3 separate regions of the Gossypium hirsutum genome follow, and all the other regions are linked to region 1. A link is a contact called in public Hi-C data. All regions are on one chromosome and are shown on one strand. Each heading gives the region's core, a stretch centred on a gene start, on an enhancer-like site or on the middle of the called end of the contact. The rest is flanking DNA. Distances are from core to core; before and after follow the strand shown. Region 1 has its middle 9.0 kb from the start of LOC107955336. Region 2 holds the start of LOC121210229. Region 3 holds the start of LOC121210213 (violaxanthin de-epoxidase, chloroplastic).

Region 1 (2,636 bases), core at 101-2,600:
AAAATAAAAAGGAAAAAGGAAAAAAGAAAGAAAGAGAAGAAACAGAAAGCATCTTTAATATAAGCATAAACAATAATTTTATAAACTAAATTAAGTTCAAATGGTTTTTTAATTGGTTCAACTGATTTTACACTAGTTTTATTCTCCTTCGATTTTTATGGTATCGGTTGAATTGATTAGGCCATCTACTTATTGTTCAATCGATTAATTTAATCTAGTTCTGACAACCATGGGCTAAAGAACAAATGAAAATTTAAAAAAAAAAATTAACCTTTTTTTAAATTTAAAAAACAGTTCAGGTGGCATAATATTATTGAGTAAGGGAATTTTTCTTAACAAATCAAATGTTTGAGGTGATTACTATAATGCAATCATAATTTGGGTATCAGTTTTGATCCTAAAAGATTTTAAGTTTTTCAACGAAAAAAATGTTATAATTACAAGACCAAATTTTTATTTAAGCCTGACTTTCCACAGTAAATTTGGACACCTTCAGTTAGGTTAAAATGTATAAATAATTAAGTGTATTAGAGTGAAAAGTGTAATTTAATTTAGTATGTGGAGGGGTTTTTTTCTAGAAAGAAAAGATTGCAAAAGTTGTTGAAAGTAATGCTTTAAAGTACGAGTATAATATAATCCTAATAAATATGTTCTTTTAAATTTCAAATTTTAAAATTGACATTACTTAAATACTCAAATGAATGAGGATATTTTTGTAATTATACCAAAATAAATATATGCTCGAATAACTAAGTTAGGAATCTTGAAATCGACATTATTGAAAGAACTTTACTTGAATTTAATACTGAATGAGAACACTTTTATGATTATACCAAAATAAATATGTGTTTGAGTAACTACAAAATATATTCAAATAAATATAAAACACAAACATACTAAAAATCAAAATACTTCCTATCATAATTATAATCAGAATCAATACATTATTTACTCCCCATGTAATATAAAATTAAATTTTCAAATATTACACAATTAAATGGATATTTAAACTGGGTAGTACACAGAATTTTAAATTTATTTGCTTTTTTAATTGTAAGATTTGAACATTTAAGCTTTATATTAAATTTCTTTCACTAAATTAGATACATAAATAATTATTATAATTAATGATAAAGTCGTATAGTTAGTGACAGATTGAATCTAATACTACAACCCCACCTTTGATTCCTATTGATTAATGATTGATTATTTTGTTCAATAAAAAAGTTGGCAAACCACTTTTTAGGGACATTGGACCCATTTGTGATCAACTCGAAGCCCATGCCCAAAGCTATGCAACCATTTCAGCAACAACATTAGGTCTACTTCAAAAAAGCCCAAAGTCAAATGTCCTTGGGTTATATCAACAAAAATGTAGACACATTTCACTAATACAATAGGATACAATTACAAACCAATACTATACATCATAGATAAAGTACCGTAAAAGATCCAACTAATTCGATCAAAAAATCTTCACCTACACACCACAATTACAAAAGATGTGATTCCAACTCTAAAACCTCCTTGTTTATCAACAATGCCATGTACTCACAGGCACTAATAACAATTTTTTTTTCTCTACCGTCTTTTCATGCATATTCATCGCCTCATATATATACAAAATCACCTCACTGTACTTAGTTAAGTGTAGCCATTTAATCATTGGCAAATACATCTATCGTAAATATATGATCAAATTAGTTTCTCTATTATTTAATGGGTCAATTTAATTTTTGCATTATTAAAAAAGAATCAAATAAGGTCAAATTATAATAAAGTTAACCTTTACTGTTTTAAAAATACCATTTATTGTTTAACAGAGTTAATACTTGTAAAGATTATATAATATAGTTCTATAAATGAAATCTTTTGTTTGGAATTGAATTGCAGTTGAAAAAATAATTATTTTCAATACAATTTTTCATATGGTAAATGTTAACTTTGTTACCAACAATCTTTAGGTCCAATGGCAAGAATAATATGTTGTAAACATGGGAGTTTGGGTTAATCTAAAAAAACTTTATTTCTCTCTCACAATTATCAATATATATATATTTCTATTACATTTTAATAATAAAAAAATTAATTTAATCATGTGTCTATAATATAAGAATACTTCAACCTCATCTAGCTAAATGATAAATCATAAATAAATAAAAAATACAATATTTTATGTATTAATTGTTTTTGAAAAATAACCTAATAGATATACTAACTTTTAATCCAATTTTATAAATGGATGGAGTTTTATATACTCTTATTAATTTGATGAAACTCTCTGTTGAAGTTAACTATACTATTTTTACCATAGTGGATTAATCTCAAATTGTCCCCTCACTAAGAATATAAAATAACATTAGATATAAATGAAGCAATTTTTTTTAAAAAAAATTATAATGGGTTATTTAATAAATGAAAGGATATTTTTAGTTATATTATTTATTTCACACTTAAATCACACAAATTTAAATTTTCATATTGTAAATTTTAATAAATTAAAAATTTGAGACACACAAATGCCGGTTGAATTGTTTTCATAAATAAAATTTGCACTTTCAAGTATTGAAGATGGGTCCTCAACTTCACTCTCATCCCTAGACATGTTTATATAATTAGAGAAATGATGAAAAGAT
Region 2 (2,636 bases), core at 40-2,539, 200 kb before region 1:
TAAAATCAGAAAACTGTTTTGATCCATATTAGAGTAAAGAGATTAGGGACTGTTAGTTTGTTATCAATCAGTTACTGAGTCTGGTGTATAATTGGTTAGAGTAGTTATTCATTTTCAAATATATAAACATCATATGTGTAATTGATGAAGGCAGATATGAATACTAAGCAAATTTCTAAGTAAATTCAATTTTTGTCAAATTGTTCTTTGGTTTAGTATAGTATTTTACATGGTATTAGTCGCCAACTTCCTAGGGCCTCCTTCTCTCTACTGAATCCATGGCAAATTCCACCGAATCTACTTCCGCTGGTTCTTTTTTTGGTTCTCGTCTGGTCCAATCCCTCGTCACGATACAGTGAAGTTAGATGATGGAAATTATGTGCAGTGACAACAGCATGTAAGGTTGATCATAGAAGGCCATAAATTGCAAGGGTTTCTAGATGGTACGTTACCTATTCCGGCTCGTTTTGTGACCTCTCCAAATGGAACTCTGATTCCAAATCCAGATGCATCTTTCGTCACCCAGCAAGATAAGTTACTTGCATCATGGTTACTTTCTACCGTTAGCACATCGTTACTGTCATATTTTATCTCTGCCAAAACAGCTTGTGATATATGGAGCACTGCTAATCGATTTTTGCTGCTGCGACTGGTGCGAAGCTCTCAAGAATCAAGAATTAAGAAATTAAATGAGCATTAACAGTAAAAGAATACATTGCCAAGATACAAAATATCTGCGCTCTATTGGAGGCGTCTAGATCTATCGTCTCGGAGGCCAAAAAGGTGGAGGTTATTCTCACCGGACTTTCATCAGACTTTGACGCTCTGATAACGCTGGCGTCTTTCTCCTCTGAGCCACTTTTGTTTCAAAATATCGTTGAGGTACCATTGAACACGACGGTGGCCGATCCTACTCATGACGACGGCCGTCCTTCATCTAGTTCTCGTGGGTGTGGCTTTCGGCCACGGGTTCAATGCCAAATTTGCAGTCGCTCCGGTCATCTAGCTCAACGATGCTACTACTGTTATAATCGAGACTACGACGGCCTATCTCCTTCACCCATGGGACGTTTCTCCTTTGATGATGGCCAACATTTTCGAAGTGAAAAGTTTGCTTGGTCTAATGGTGCTCCTAAACAGTTTGGTAGCCCAACGAAACATTCATCGGCGCCATTTTCAGACTCTTAGGGAAGGTGGCCGTCACAGCAATCTTATTTCAATGGTCTGCTGCATGTTTGGGATTATAATCCCTTTAACCCTAATTTTGTGGACGCAGGCCCTAATTATTTCTCTGATGCAGGCCGCATAAGCAGGCCTGGTGGTGGCTCACATCTGCCTGGTCCACATGGCGCTAGCGTACTGCGTGAATTGGGGTACAATTTTAGGCCAGCGTCTGCTACTTATGCCCATTCCTGTGCTCCATCTGTTGGTCTTTCTCATGCGTCACCTGCAGTAGACCGCACTACGGGCCCAATGATCTTGGTGGATTGTCCTCTGGTGGGTTGAAATTTGCTGCGTAGCATGCCACTAATGGTTAGCCTGAACATGGGCCGAACAATAATGGTGGTCAACCTTCTAGTGGGCCGAATATTAATAATGTTGGCCTTGAAAGCTACACATCTTCTTTACCAAATGGTGGGTCCGGTGTTCCGCAGAAGACTAAACCAATGGCACGTGTAATTGATTTTGATTCTTCGCAGTGTATTAGGTTACCTCGTATTACCGGTTTTAATCTGTCCAACTATTTGGCTACTTCCGGATCCAATGCTAATTCCACTAAGTACGGTTCTAATTTTGATGATTCATATGTTCCCCTTCCCGTTGGAAATTCATCATAGTATCGGGATTCAGGGGCTATACACCGTGTTTTTCAGAATACTACTGGTTTGAATGAGTCTACCCCATACTCAAGTAATTCTTCTATTTTAATGGGTAACGGCATTCCCACTAAAATCTCATATATTGGAAATTCTGTCTTGCCCACGAAGAAGAAATTATTATATCTTTCTAATGTCTTATGTGTATCGAGTATCTGAAAGAATCTTTTGTCTGTTTCTCAGTTTGCTCATGACAATAATTTTTTTTCAATTTTATCCGTCTTATTATGTTATTAAGGATGCCCAAACATAGGAAATTTTTCTACGGGACAAGCTCGTGATGGTCTTTATCAATTTTCGGCTGATCTGTCGGTTCTATTTGATATAGTACCTGCTATTCACAACACCAGGGTTTACGATAGTTCTTCAGATAATGATGTTTTTACATTGTGGCATAAAAGACTTGGACATCCTTCTACCTCAACTGTTAAAATTGTTCTTGATAAGTGTCACATTGCTTATAATAGGAAAAATCTAGATAATATTTGTGTTGCCTATCAGAAAAAGAAATCATATAAATTACCCTTTGCTCAATTTACTTCTGAATAATCTCTGATTTGTGGGGACCGACATCTGTTGCTTGTGTGAGTAGTTTGTACTATGTTTCGTTTATTGACATGTGCAGCCGATTTACTTGGATTTATCTCATTAAAAGAAAATATCAAACGGTTGAATATTTTCTTCAGTTTCAAAAAATGGTTCTCACTCAGTTCGGGAAGTGTATTAAAAAATTCCAAAGTGACAGGGGCATTAAGTATC
Region 3 (2,636 bases), core at 72-2,571, 180 kb before region 1:
TCCATAAGACAATCCAATATCTGAGGTCCACAATTCTTCACCATACAGTTCAGGGTTGAAAAGCCCTTTGATCTCAAGTTCTTCAAGACCGGGACTGGCTGAATATAAGCATTGATAATAACCAACAAACAGAACCTTATATCGTCAGAATTACACCGGTCCCATGCCTCCGATACGGTTTGCACAACTTCCTTTGTTTCATCTGTTTTCTTCAGTTGAGAAATTCCCACCAATTTGTCAAAGATACTTCCTTTCATTTCACTGTGGACATAAGAGCCTCCTAATTTGTTAACCAAACCCGGATCGGATTCAAAGCAGATTACGTTAGGGATGTTTCCGCTATTTGTCCCAATCCATTTCACCGAGTCTTGATTAGTAACAGCTACAACTAGCAAAATATCTGCACAAGCCAATTCCTTTTGCAGATCCATGGCTGTTTGATCATTAGATTGATGGAAATTGTCAGGGAAAACAACCATTTCATATCCTTCATCCACCCATTTCAATCTTTTTGCCTGATCAGTAGCATAAACAATCAAGAAACCATATATAATTCCCAAAATAGCACTATCAAAATTCCAGTTGCTCAATAAAAAAGTCCATTAATGTAAATGCAACACTACAAAATAAACTGATAGCTTTTTAGGTTCAATTGCAAGTTTTGCTACACTAAATTAATTTACTATCAATGTTAGTAAAATTGTAAAATCATAGACTCTTTTTTTCTTTATTTTTTTGTCGAAATTTTAAATCTATATGAAAAAAAAGATTTTCCAAATAACTTTCAAAATCTTAAACAAAAAGTAAAATGAGAACGAAAAAAAAATGAATTTGAAGAAAATATCAAGTAAAAAATAGTAACACTTACGGTGTGCATCATAACCTCCTCCCAGGGGGTGCATTTTAATGGGCTGACGCTTCCTTGGCCGACCACTGCCACAATCCTTACCGGCGGGTCTTTTTGCTCCGTCACCGCATTTTTTTCCTTCTCCGTCTTTAGAACCACAGTAACAGTTGGTCTAGAGCTGGAAGTCGGATGAAGTGGAAAACGAGAGGCTCTGAATCGATGGTTTGGCGGAGATAACGCGGTGCGGATGGAGGTGAAGCAGCGTTTGAGCGGAGCACCGGTTTTGGATTTGGATAGAGGTGGAGGCGGAGGTTCCAGAACCAAGCTCATGACTTTACGGGCTTGAAAGGTAAGAGTGGGAGGGAGAGTTACTTGGAACGCTAAACTAAGTAGGATTGAAAATGGTGGTTGGTTGTTAGAGGAGTGTAGAACCCGCCCGCCTTTTCCAACTTGCTAGAACCGGCGTTTCAATACGTGGCGTGTTTCTGTTGAAGGATATGTTAACATACGCTCCGGTCCTCTTAATTTTAATATTAAACAAATTGATCCCTCGAAAAAAAAGATGAAAATAATTTAATCCTGTAAATTTTGAAAGTAAGCAACTAAGGACAATTAATAAAAGCAATAATATTTTTAAACAATTTTACATGAATTTGACTAGTATAATAACAAATTTAGCTCTGATAATTTACACATTCTATCAATTTGATCATAATTTAATAAATTTAACCCACAATATTTTTGCAAATATGTAAATGTTTGAGATTAAATTTGTTGAATTTTTTAAAATCAAACTCAAATTAAAAATATATATATATGTAAACATTGAGGGATAAATTTGTTACTATATCAAAATATATATATTGTGGGTTAATAAATTTAACCCACAATATTTTTGCAAATATGTAAATGTTTGAGATTAAATTTGTTGAATTTTTTAAAATCAAACTCAAATTAAAAATATATATATATGTAAACATTGAGGGATAAAATTGTTACTATATCAAAATTATACACAATTGACGAAAGAGAGACTAATTGACAGTTTCAAAATTAAGAGAGACTAGAGAAGTGTTTTACCCTCGAAATATTAATTCAGAGAAGTTAAATTCTGTTATTAGTCCCTGCACTATCCTTAGATTGTAAATTTAGTATTTATGTCCTAATTTTATCAAATTTAATCCCTATAATTTATAAAATTTGAAATTGAAGTGAATTAGAAAGTTGTGTACTTAAGTGAGCAGTGGTTTGGTGTGGATTATGTTGTAATTTAAAAATATAAAGTTTGAAGTTAGTAATAACATTGAATTTCACCAATTCTGAATCAGATTGGATTGTGTGTATTTCAGCATCACCCACTTTACAGAAGGCATTGCCCGGCGGCTGCATCATCGCAAACGTCAATTCTCAATTCCAATTGTGTATTATAAAAAGAAAACCATAGCAGCCTCTTAAAGATTCTAATCCCATAACTTGTCCATTGGTAAGGTTCATAATAATAAATATTGTTGCACAATCAAATTCTCTATTTTATATGTATTATCTCTATTAATATATTTGTGTAAAATTATTTTAATTTTACATTTTTATATGATAAATATTTTAAGAATGAAGAAATAATAGAGGATACACGCGATTATCACTAAACTTGGCTACAAACTTGTGAATCGTCGTATCCTCGTACTTTTCACAAATGCCAGGGGATGAATGAAATGCATAATCCAATCTTCGAAACCTTTCGTGTATATATATATATGTACAGACTATTTTAACTTAAAAAGCATTTTCA

The links. A called contact is a pair of places that touch in the nucleus more often than the background predicts.
Region 2: a Hi-C map of leaf shows a contact between it and region 1, with 1.7 times the contacts expected there. The contact joins the promoter of LOC121210229 here to the enhancer-like site in region 1. A contact is called at or near these places in 3 of 34 Hi-C or Micro-C datasets (all in leaf).
Region 3: a Hi-C map of leaf shows a contact between it and region 1, with 3 times the contacts expected there. The contact joins the promoter of LOC121210213 here to the enhancer-like site in region 1. A contact is called at or near these places in 7 of 34 Hi-C or Micro-C datasets (callus, leaf and petal).

The regions. Positions count from the first base shown.
Region 1 is chrA02:99,905,790-99,908,425 of Gossypium_hirsutum_v2.1, reverse strand. No RefSeq gene overlaps it. Among protein-coding and RNA genes, the nearest start is that of LOC107955336, 9.0 kb to the right of the region's middle. Within about 2 kb of position 1,350, at least 2 of the 9 cell types and tissues checked have an H3K27ac peak or open chromatin away from gene starts, as enhancers often do. A contact at or near this core is called in leaf, where this site is marked.
Region 2 is chrA02:100,103,534-100,106,169 of Gossypium_hirsutum_v2.1, reverse strand. LOC121210229 reads right to left here and starts at 1,289. Exons shown (of 3, transcript XM_041082324.1): 1 at 801-1,289; 2 at 453-649; 3 at 80-329. The coding sequence starts at 889. The coding sequence ends at 298.
Region 3 is chrA02:100,083,340-100,085,975 of Gossypium_hirsutum_v2.1, reverse strand. It overlaps LOC121210213 (violaxanthin de-epoxidase, chloroplastic), which reads right to left and starts at 1,321. Exons shown (of 3, transcript XM_041082323.1): 1 at 869-1,321; 2 at 1-515. The coding sequence starts at 1,177.